Linked DNA regions of Ovis aries: regions 2 and 3 are each linked to region 1. A link is a contact called in public Hi-C data. All regions are on one chromosome and are shown on one strand. The core of a region is the stretch at or near the end of the contact, and the rest is flanking DNA. Distances in the headings are between cores, read along the strand shown.

Region 1 (2,723 bases), core at 73-2,572:
ATTTGATCCCATAGTTTCCCAACTCACCCAATACTTTGTTACTTTTTTTTTAACCAGACTGGGAGTTCTCTGAAAGGACAAAGTGGCCACAGCTCTTTCTATCCCTAAGGCTAGACGATGTAGTAGGACTTCAGTCTTTCAATATTACTGCCAGGGTCTTCTAGACACTAGAAATAAAAGTCCCATATAAGTGGAGTTTATGCTGTATTGGAAAAGTGTATCAACCAATAAACGCATAAGGCTAGCAGCGAAGGTTATGAAGAAAAATGAGAGGTAAAGAGAGACTGCAGTGAAAGGTGAGTATGTTACACAGAAAAGTCAAGGAAATCCTCCCTTAGGAGGCGACCGTGAGCTGATAAGTAGTAGACAAGTACAATGCCTGCAGCATTCGAATGGATTAAATCTTTGTGCTACAAACAGTGCAGGGCAAAGAGCTAAGAAACTCAGCATCATCCGGTCTGCTCTCCAGAGAGCCTAGGTTTCCTCTGCATTCGCTTTGGGGGCCTTGCAGCATTATGGGAAAGATGAAACATAATGAATGTGGAAATGCTTGCACACTGTGCTACTGCTAAGTCGCTTCAGCCGTGTCCGACTCTGTGTGACCCCATAGACGGCAGCCCACCAGGCTCCCCCGTCCCTGGGATTCTCACTCCAATGCATGAAAGTGAAAAGTGAAAGTGAAGTCGCTCAGTCGTGTCCGACTCTTCGCGACCCCATGGACTGCAGCCTACCAGGCTCCTCCGTCCATGGGATTTTCCAGGCAAGAGTACTGGAGTGGGGTGCCATCGCCTTCTCCGCTTACACACTGTAAATCTGCGCAAATGCAGGGATGCGGGCACGGAATTTCCGCTCGATTCACAACTTGCAAACACGGTCTGTGGGATGAGCGGAGTTTCTGCCCCGCTCAGGATTCAGGGAGCGGGTGACAGCCGGCCGGGCACTTCGGAGATTGCCCTGTTCGGGTTTCTCGAGGGTAAGGAGCACCTAGAGGCCAAGCCGCGGCTTTCGGGCTTCATTTCCAGCCCCCGGACCGCCGCGTCGGTCCGCACTCACCTATGGGCTTGTCCAACCGCATGAGGCGCAGGTAGGGCTGCAGAGGGCGGGGCGCCGAGTTCACGACCGCGGCTGCCGACAGGCTCAGCGGACGCCCGCGCGGCCCCCGCCCGGCCGAGGGCTGCCAGTTCGCCGCGTGGAGCCCGCGGGCCGCGTGCACCAGGGCCAGGGAGCGGCCGCGCGCGCCCCACAGCCATGCCTGCGTCCCAGCCCGCAGGCCCTGCACGAGTCTCGCGCCGCCAGCGCCCAGCATGGCGCTCGGGAGAGCCTGGACCCGCAGGGGCCTGACGTCATTCACGAGCGTCAGGTCAGCGGCAGGCTGCGGGGTGACGTAAGCGGGATGACGGTCCGCGCCGGTCCGGCTACATGGCCCAGCGGCCTGATCCTTTCGAGTAACGTGAAATGAAAAGTGTCGCGGTCACCTAGCGCTGTGAAGGAGTTCCTCAGAGGAAGGAATTCCTGGTATCAAAATACGTAGCAGTTGTTATAGGGAAAAGTAAAATAAAATAAAACCACCTGAGAAAAACCTACGGAAGCCCAATACTGGTTTGCAGTAGAAACTGTTTCCTTTTTAAAGCTAAAAGATCACCAAACGGCCAAAAGCCAAGAAGGTAAACTAAAGCCATATTCAGGGTTAAGGGACGTTCACTGCACAAATGAAAACCTTAAATTTGATAGTCAATTCAGAGTTCGCATAACCCAGAGGCAGCGAGTGTGTGGGCTCCTGTGAGCTTGCAGCTGGAACATCTGGTCTGAGCACTTCATTCTAGTCAACTCCTGGGTGGCCCTCTGTGCCAGGCCCCTTGACAGGCACTTTACATGTATTATCCCATTTAATCATTACTGAGTGACTGTGGGCAAGTCTTGCGTTTGAATTTTAGTGTTCCAGGGAATTAGGTTAGTCTTTAAGTGCCTATCTTTAAAACCCCGATCAGTAATTCAGTGATATCTTGAGTCTCCAGTGGTGGTGGTCAAGGAAGTAGTCCTTAATAAATTTAGGAAACTAGTTCACACTAGTTCAGTAACTCCAGACGCTTGCTCAGACTCATGTCCATCCAATCGGTGATGCCATCCAACCATCTCATCCTCTGTCTTCCCCTTCTCCTCCTTCCAGCTTTATGGGGAAGAAGAAACAATGAATGTGGAAGGGCTTCCATACTGAACACTCTGTTTAGTTGTAGACAGTGGGATCCAGGCACTGGGAAATGTTATTCTATATTTGTAAAGGAAAAGACACATTCTCCTGTACCTATCTATTCTCAACTACAGCACTATATGACTTGTGACACCAGACGTGTGGATTTCCCACACATCAAATGCTTCTGCAACACTCAAGTGTCCTGAAATTTCACTCAATCCTGGCGCTATCTAGCTGGAGTTTGCATCAGCTCCCACAGGTTTTAGGCTGAGTCCTGTAAGATTGTTGATAGTCCCCTTTCAGTGAAAGTGGCTCAGTTGTGTCTGACTCTTTGGGACCCCATGGACTGTAGCCCACCAGGCTCCTCCTTCCATGAAATTCTCTAGGGAAGAATACTGGAGTGGGTTGCCATTTCCTTCTCCAGGGGATATTCCCAACCCAGGTATTGAACACAGGTCTCCTTCAGTGCAGGTGGATTCTTTACCTTCTGAGCCACCAGCAAAGCCCATCAAAAGTCTAGATTGTTACCTGT
Region 2 (2,723 bases), core at 67-2,566, 190 kb after region 1:
ATTTTGGAAAAGACAAGCCTTTATTACAAAATGAAAGGCACAAAATTTAGCAGAAATCACAAAGCTCGGAACAGTACAATATTCTCTAAACCCTATTAGCAAGTTACTAAGCACTTCCCTGGTGGCTCAGACGGCCAAGAATCTGCCTGCAATGCAGGAGGCCTAGGTTCGATTCCTGGGTCAGGAAGATCCCCTGGAGAAAGGAATGGCAACCCACTCCAGTTTTCTTGCCTGGAGAATACCAAGGACAGAGGAGTCTGGCAGGCTATACAGCCCATAGGGTCGCAAAGAGTTGGACACCACCGAACGACTAACACAAAACACTTACTCTTTATGACACTATTTCTCGGGCTCAAAGTTTTACAGTGGTTTTTAGTTTCATAATTGGAGAAGGAAATGGCAACCCACTCCAGTGTTATTGCCTGAAGAATCCCAGGGACGGGGGAGCCTGGTGGGCTGCCGTCCATGGGGTGGCACAGAGTCGGACACGGCTGAAGTGACTTAGCAGCAGTTAGTTTCATAAATATAAAAGTTAAAAATAGGCTATATTTAAAAAAAACCTACTTCACTACTTAACTTTATCTAGAGGTTTTGAACCTAGGCAAAGTGTGAAGTCAGCATTTAAATATTTAATATTGGAGGTTATACTTAAAAAGCTGAGGCCATAGCTTAATATATTTGACACCAACGCAAACAAGTCAGATACCCGATATACATCTTCTCCGCGTACTAAGACTGACGCCAAAACAGCCACCGGTGGCATCATCCATCTTTCCTTTACAAGCCATCCATTTGAGCAAAGGTGCCCAGCTGCGGCTCCGCAAGGGAAACACCGAGATGTCTGGGGAAACCACGGTCGGGAGCGAGGAGCAAGTTAACCCGCAACGTTCCGAGCCGCGGCGGGAACGCTGTGTGAACTTTCTATTCCTTCACGACCGAGGGGGACTGCCGAGAGACACGGGGGCGTGCGGGGCACGGAAACGCAAACACTGGTTGCTAGAGGGGAGCTGAACCTGGAGAAGAAATCTCTAGGACCTCCCGGGAGCGAGAGAAGGCAGCTCCGACGGCAGAGAGCCTGGGCGTCGGCGGCGGGGAGCCCACGGGCGGGACCCGAGCAGCGGCGGCCCGGAGGTCGCCCAAGCGCAGGGGGATGGGGGGGGGGCCCTCCGAGGCGACGCCGGATCCCGCCCCCGCCCTCGGCTCACCGTGTCCGAGTCGGTGTTGAGGTGCTGGAAGGCGAGCGCGCCGAGCACAAATCCAGACAGCACCGCCGACGTGCTCTCGCCCTCCATACTTCCGTCGCCGCCGCGCGGCCCCAGGGGGCGGGGCGTGGGCGGGGCCGAGTGAGGAGGCGGAGCCGCGCCAGGAGGCGGACCTACGCCTGCGCAGTGGCCACGGCGCGCTCCGAGGTGCCGCGGACCGGCGGGCGAGGCTCGGGCGCCCTCTGGTGGGAAGGCCGCGGCGAAAAGGTTGTAACTAGTGCTCAGGTCCGTCTTTCTGGGTGTTGGGCAACTGCTCTGCCCAGGGCCAGGTATAGCGCCTTAGTAGCACTCAGGGGCCCTGGCATACAAACGAAAGTATGGAAGATGAAAACAGCTGACAGAATAGAAGCATTGCCTAGTTGGCATAATATCACAATGGAAATGCCACGTTTGGAGTTTTCACAGAGTCAGATGCTGCGCTTTACCATTTGAAACTTCTAGAATACTAACGACAATGTCAGAGAATGTCTCTTCTAGAACTCTCTAGCAATGTTCCATGTCGTGGAGTGAGGGAGAGGGATGGATTTCTTTGAATGTTTGCTTTTAGAAAATTGAGGACTCAATTCAAAGAATCTACAGACTGTTTAACCTTGTTCTGACAAGTTAGTGATAGTTATAAACATGCTGATCATTTGATAAGGGTGCTGCAGAAACCAGTAATTAAGAAACCAAGCACCGCAGTCAGAGAGTTGGAGAACTCAGGTTTATTACGCTGGCGGGCCCAGAGAAGTTAACACTGTAAGCTCTGAGCCCTGAACAAAGGGATTACAGAGTTTTTATACACAAACTATAGTGGGCATCACTTGCTGCTAATAGGTTGGTTTAAACTAAGGGGTTTTGCATACCCGGGTACAGTGGTCAAGATGGGGAGGGGGATGCCTGACCTTTCCACAGACAGGCGTGATTAAGCAGGTTTGCAGGGGCTGGACAATTGGGAAGAGTAGACAAGGATGAGTGAGATTAGCTTCAGTTCCTAGTATTGTAAGTCCCCACTTTCTGAGACTACGTGACCTACGTGATCTAGACTTTGCAAGGGGCAAGCTGAATTACAGAAGTAGAATGAGCAGGAGGTTATTTAAAATTTTAACTTGCCGTCTTCAAGGGGAGTAGGAAGATTATGAATTAACAATTTTCCACATGTGATATGTAAAGCTATGGTTTTTAAATGAAAGCTAGCTATATATCAGACTACTGAATTAAATTAATATTGCTTGTTTCTGGGTTTTGTTGTGTAGCAGCCATATCTGACTAACATATTGAACATATGTATAGCATTAAAAGTTATGTTTTTTCTCTAAAATTAAGTTTCCTGCTGTCATTTCAGCAAAGTTACTGTTAATACAAAAAGATTTTCACTTAAGTTGTGTTTTATAGGTAATAATGATATAAAGGATTAAAAACTTTTTAAAAGTTTGTCCAAGAGAATGAAAGTTAACCCTCACATATAAGAGCGAATGATTT
Region 3 (2,723 bases), core at 131-2,630, 190 kb before region 1:
CTCAAAAAGAAGCCCCATGCCCCTTAAGCACTTACTCCTCATACCTCTCTCTCTCCAGGCCCTGGCAGCTAATTTCTGTTGTTTCTATGGATTTACCTGTTGTGGATATTTGATATGAATGAAACCATGCAATATGTGACCTTTCAGCTTCTTTCACGTAATGTAGTGTTTTCAAGTTTCACTCATGTTATAACATGTAGTCAGTACTTCATTCCTTTCTAAGGCTGAGTAATACTTAGTTGTGTAGATGTACTATAATCCTTCCCCTGTTTTTAATTTTCAAAATTATCTTGGCTATTCTCAAACATCAGTTTTTCCATATTAACTTCAGTAATTTTATCTTGTTCAGGAAGCAAAACAGAGAAAGGGGGGATTGTCTTGGAAATTTCTTTAAATTTATGTATTAATAGAAAAGGACTGATATTTCTAAGATACTACATCTTTCCAGCTGGAAATGTGGTTTGTATCTGCTCAAGTTATTTTATGTCCTTTAGTCAGATTTTATAGTTTTTTTTCCCGTCATTAATTCTGTGCCCAAATTTGTAAATGTTGATGCTGTTTTGGATGGAGCTGCTCCCTCCCTAGTTTTTCATTTCTAACTGCAGATTGCTGTGCAGAGAAAAGCCTGCTAGATCATGAGGTTTTTTGTTTGGAGTTTAAATATTAAAATATTCTTTAGAGTCCAGTAGAGACAGCGTGGAGTAGGTAAATAGGCTTACTTTCCCCAGTAGGTGGCAGTGTCTTATGAAGGTATAAAGTGAAAGAAAGTGAAAGTCGCTCAGTCCTGTCGAACTCTTTGTGACCCCACAGACTATACACTCCATGGAATTCTCTAGGCCAGAATACTGGAGTGGGTAGCCTTTCCCTTCTCCAGGGGATCTTCCCAATCCAAGGATCAAACCCAGGTCTCCTGCGTTGCCGGCAGATTTTTTACCAACTGAGCCACCAGGGAAGCCCAAGAATCCTGGAGTGGGTAGCCTGTCCCTCCTCCAGGGGATCTTAAGGTATAAACTGAGTGAGAAAAGCACTTCAGTGCTTTAACTTCAGTGAAGTCATCTTACTGTTGTGGATGAGGTGGTTTGATTGGTTTTATTTTGTATATTTTTGTTTTGTTTTATATTCTGTGCCAGTGACTGGAGTACTTTTCTTAACTGTTGCTTAATTAGCTTAATTTTATCAGCCAAGAGTTTCGTATTAAACTTTTAAAAATCAGCGTTTCTGTATTTTGTCTTCTAATTCACATTCACTATGGTCGCAAAGGAGTAACTTCAGCTTTGTACATTATTCCTTTTTTCTCTAGCACGAGAAGCCCTGCCAACATGGGACAAACAGATCCAGTCACTGTGTTTCCAAGTGAATAACCTGCTGGAGAAGATTAGCCAGACAGCACCAGAATGGACAGCTCAAGCCATGGAGGCCCAGATGGCTCAGTGACTCCTGCAGGCCGTCTGTGCACACTACACCTTTCCCATGTTGTACAGATTCATTTCACTATCTCTCAGAAACATTTGCATCATGACCTTGCATCGTTCAATCCCTTTTATGCTGGATTTTATTTAAAGAAGACATTATTAGAGCAGGAAGTACAAGCATTTAAAAAATATGTAGTTCCCATTTATTCAGGGTCTCTGTGTATCAAGCTAACTCAGATGTTTTGAAAGCTTTTTCTTTAAACAGAGTAAGTGACATATCTGTGGCTAAGGAGTTTGGGATTTGTGATAACTTTGTAGTCATGTAAAAATAAGTGCTTTGTGCCTCTCCACAGGTGGTTATTCTAATAAATGGAGAAGTGAGCCAAATAAAAGTAGTACTTTTGTTTTTAATTAGTGAATATTCTTTTGTTCCTTTTCCCTTTTGCTTCTGCAGACAATTATTTGTCCCGTAGGCAAGAAATGAAAAGATAAGCCAAAAAGCCTCTTCCCTAGGTATTCACAGTCACAGAGCCAAGAGTCAGCACTTGAAATACTTGTACCAAGTCTGAGAGCACACAGTGGGGAATTTTTTATTTAGCAGAGAAGGATCAGCAAAGACTCCTCAGAATCATTCCAGCCTCCCTTCATAGAGAACATGGGGAAGGACTTTTAAAAAAGAGTCTGTAGGCAACTACCAGTTTCAACTCAAACATGTAAGGAGCTCAAGTAGTCACTCCATCCTCACAGCAAGAGAAGGCTTAACAGGTGGAAAAAAATCAATTCCTTTTCTTAGGTCCACCAGAGAATTGAGGTCACAGGGCACACCACCACTCCCAAAACTGGAAAAATAAACAGAGTCACAGTAAAGGTCAGCTTACCAGGAGCAGACCAGCTTGAGCCAGTAACTGGTGAATAGTGAAATGGTAACTTTGAGAAATTACTGGAGGCTAACTATGGACTAGGGCTTCTGTGGAGGCTCAGTGGTAAAGAATGCCTGCAATGCGGGAGATGTGCGTTAGATCCCTGCTTTGGGAAGATCCCCTGAAGAGGGAAATGGCAGCCCACTCCAGTATTCTTGCCTGGGAAATCCCATGGACAGAGGAGTCTGGTGGGCTGCAGCCCATGGGGTTGAAATAATAGCAATAAGTTTGGATTGGCAGGACAGTTAAAACCCCCTGGTACTCCAGGAAGTTCTCATGATTAAGATGAGGGATCCCCTTGTGTTTCAGGGGAGGAGAAAGCGACTATTTTGAAATACTTCCAGATCATTTTCCATGACAAAGGCCTGCCCTCTGAAGGAAATTACTCTAC

Evidence for each region. Hi-C and Micro-C count contacts between places; a contact is called where the count stands out from the background.
Region 2: a Hi-C map of muscle shows a contact between it and region 1, with 5 times the contacts expected there. The contact joins the promoter of ABRAXAS1 here to the promoter of COQ2 in region 1. A contact is called at or near these places in 3 of 16 Hi-C or Micro-C datasets (blood and muscle).
Region 3: a Hi-C map of liver shows a contact between it and region 1, with 4 times the contacts expected there. The contact joins the enhancer-like site here to the promoter of COQ2 in region 1. A contact is called at or near these places in 5 of 16 Hi-C or Micro-C datasets (blood, hypothalamus, liver and 2 more).

Annotation. Positions count from the first base shown.
Region 1 is chr6:98,766,653-98,769,375 of ARS-UI_Ramb_v3.0, forward strand. COQ2 (coenzyme Q2, polyprenyltransferase) reads right to left here and starts at 1,323. Exons shown (of 7, transcript XM_015096604.3): 1 at 1,054-1,323. The coding sequence starts at 1,306.
Region 2 is chr6:98,956,327-98,959,049 of ARS-UI_Ramb_v3.0, forward strand. It overlaps ABRAXAS1 (abraxas 1, BRCA1 A complex subunit), which reads right to left and starts at 1,317. Exons shown (of 9, transcript XM_015096606.4): 1 at 1,206-1,317. The coding sequence starts at 1,292.
Region 3 is chr6:98,578,566-98,581,288 of ARS-UI_Ramb_v3.0, forward strand. COPS4 (COP9 signalosome subunit 4) reads left to right here. Exons shown (of 10, transcript XM_004009957.5): 10 at 1,301-1,823. The coding sequence ends at 1,434. Among named protein-coding and RNA genes, the nearest start is that of COPS4, 38 kb to the left of the region's middle. Within about 2 kb of position 1,381, at least 11 of the 54 cell types and tissues checked have an H3K27ac peak or open chromatin away from gene starts, as enhancers often do. A contact at or near this core is called in liver, where this site is marked.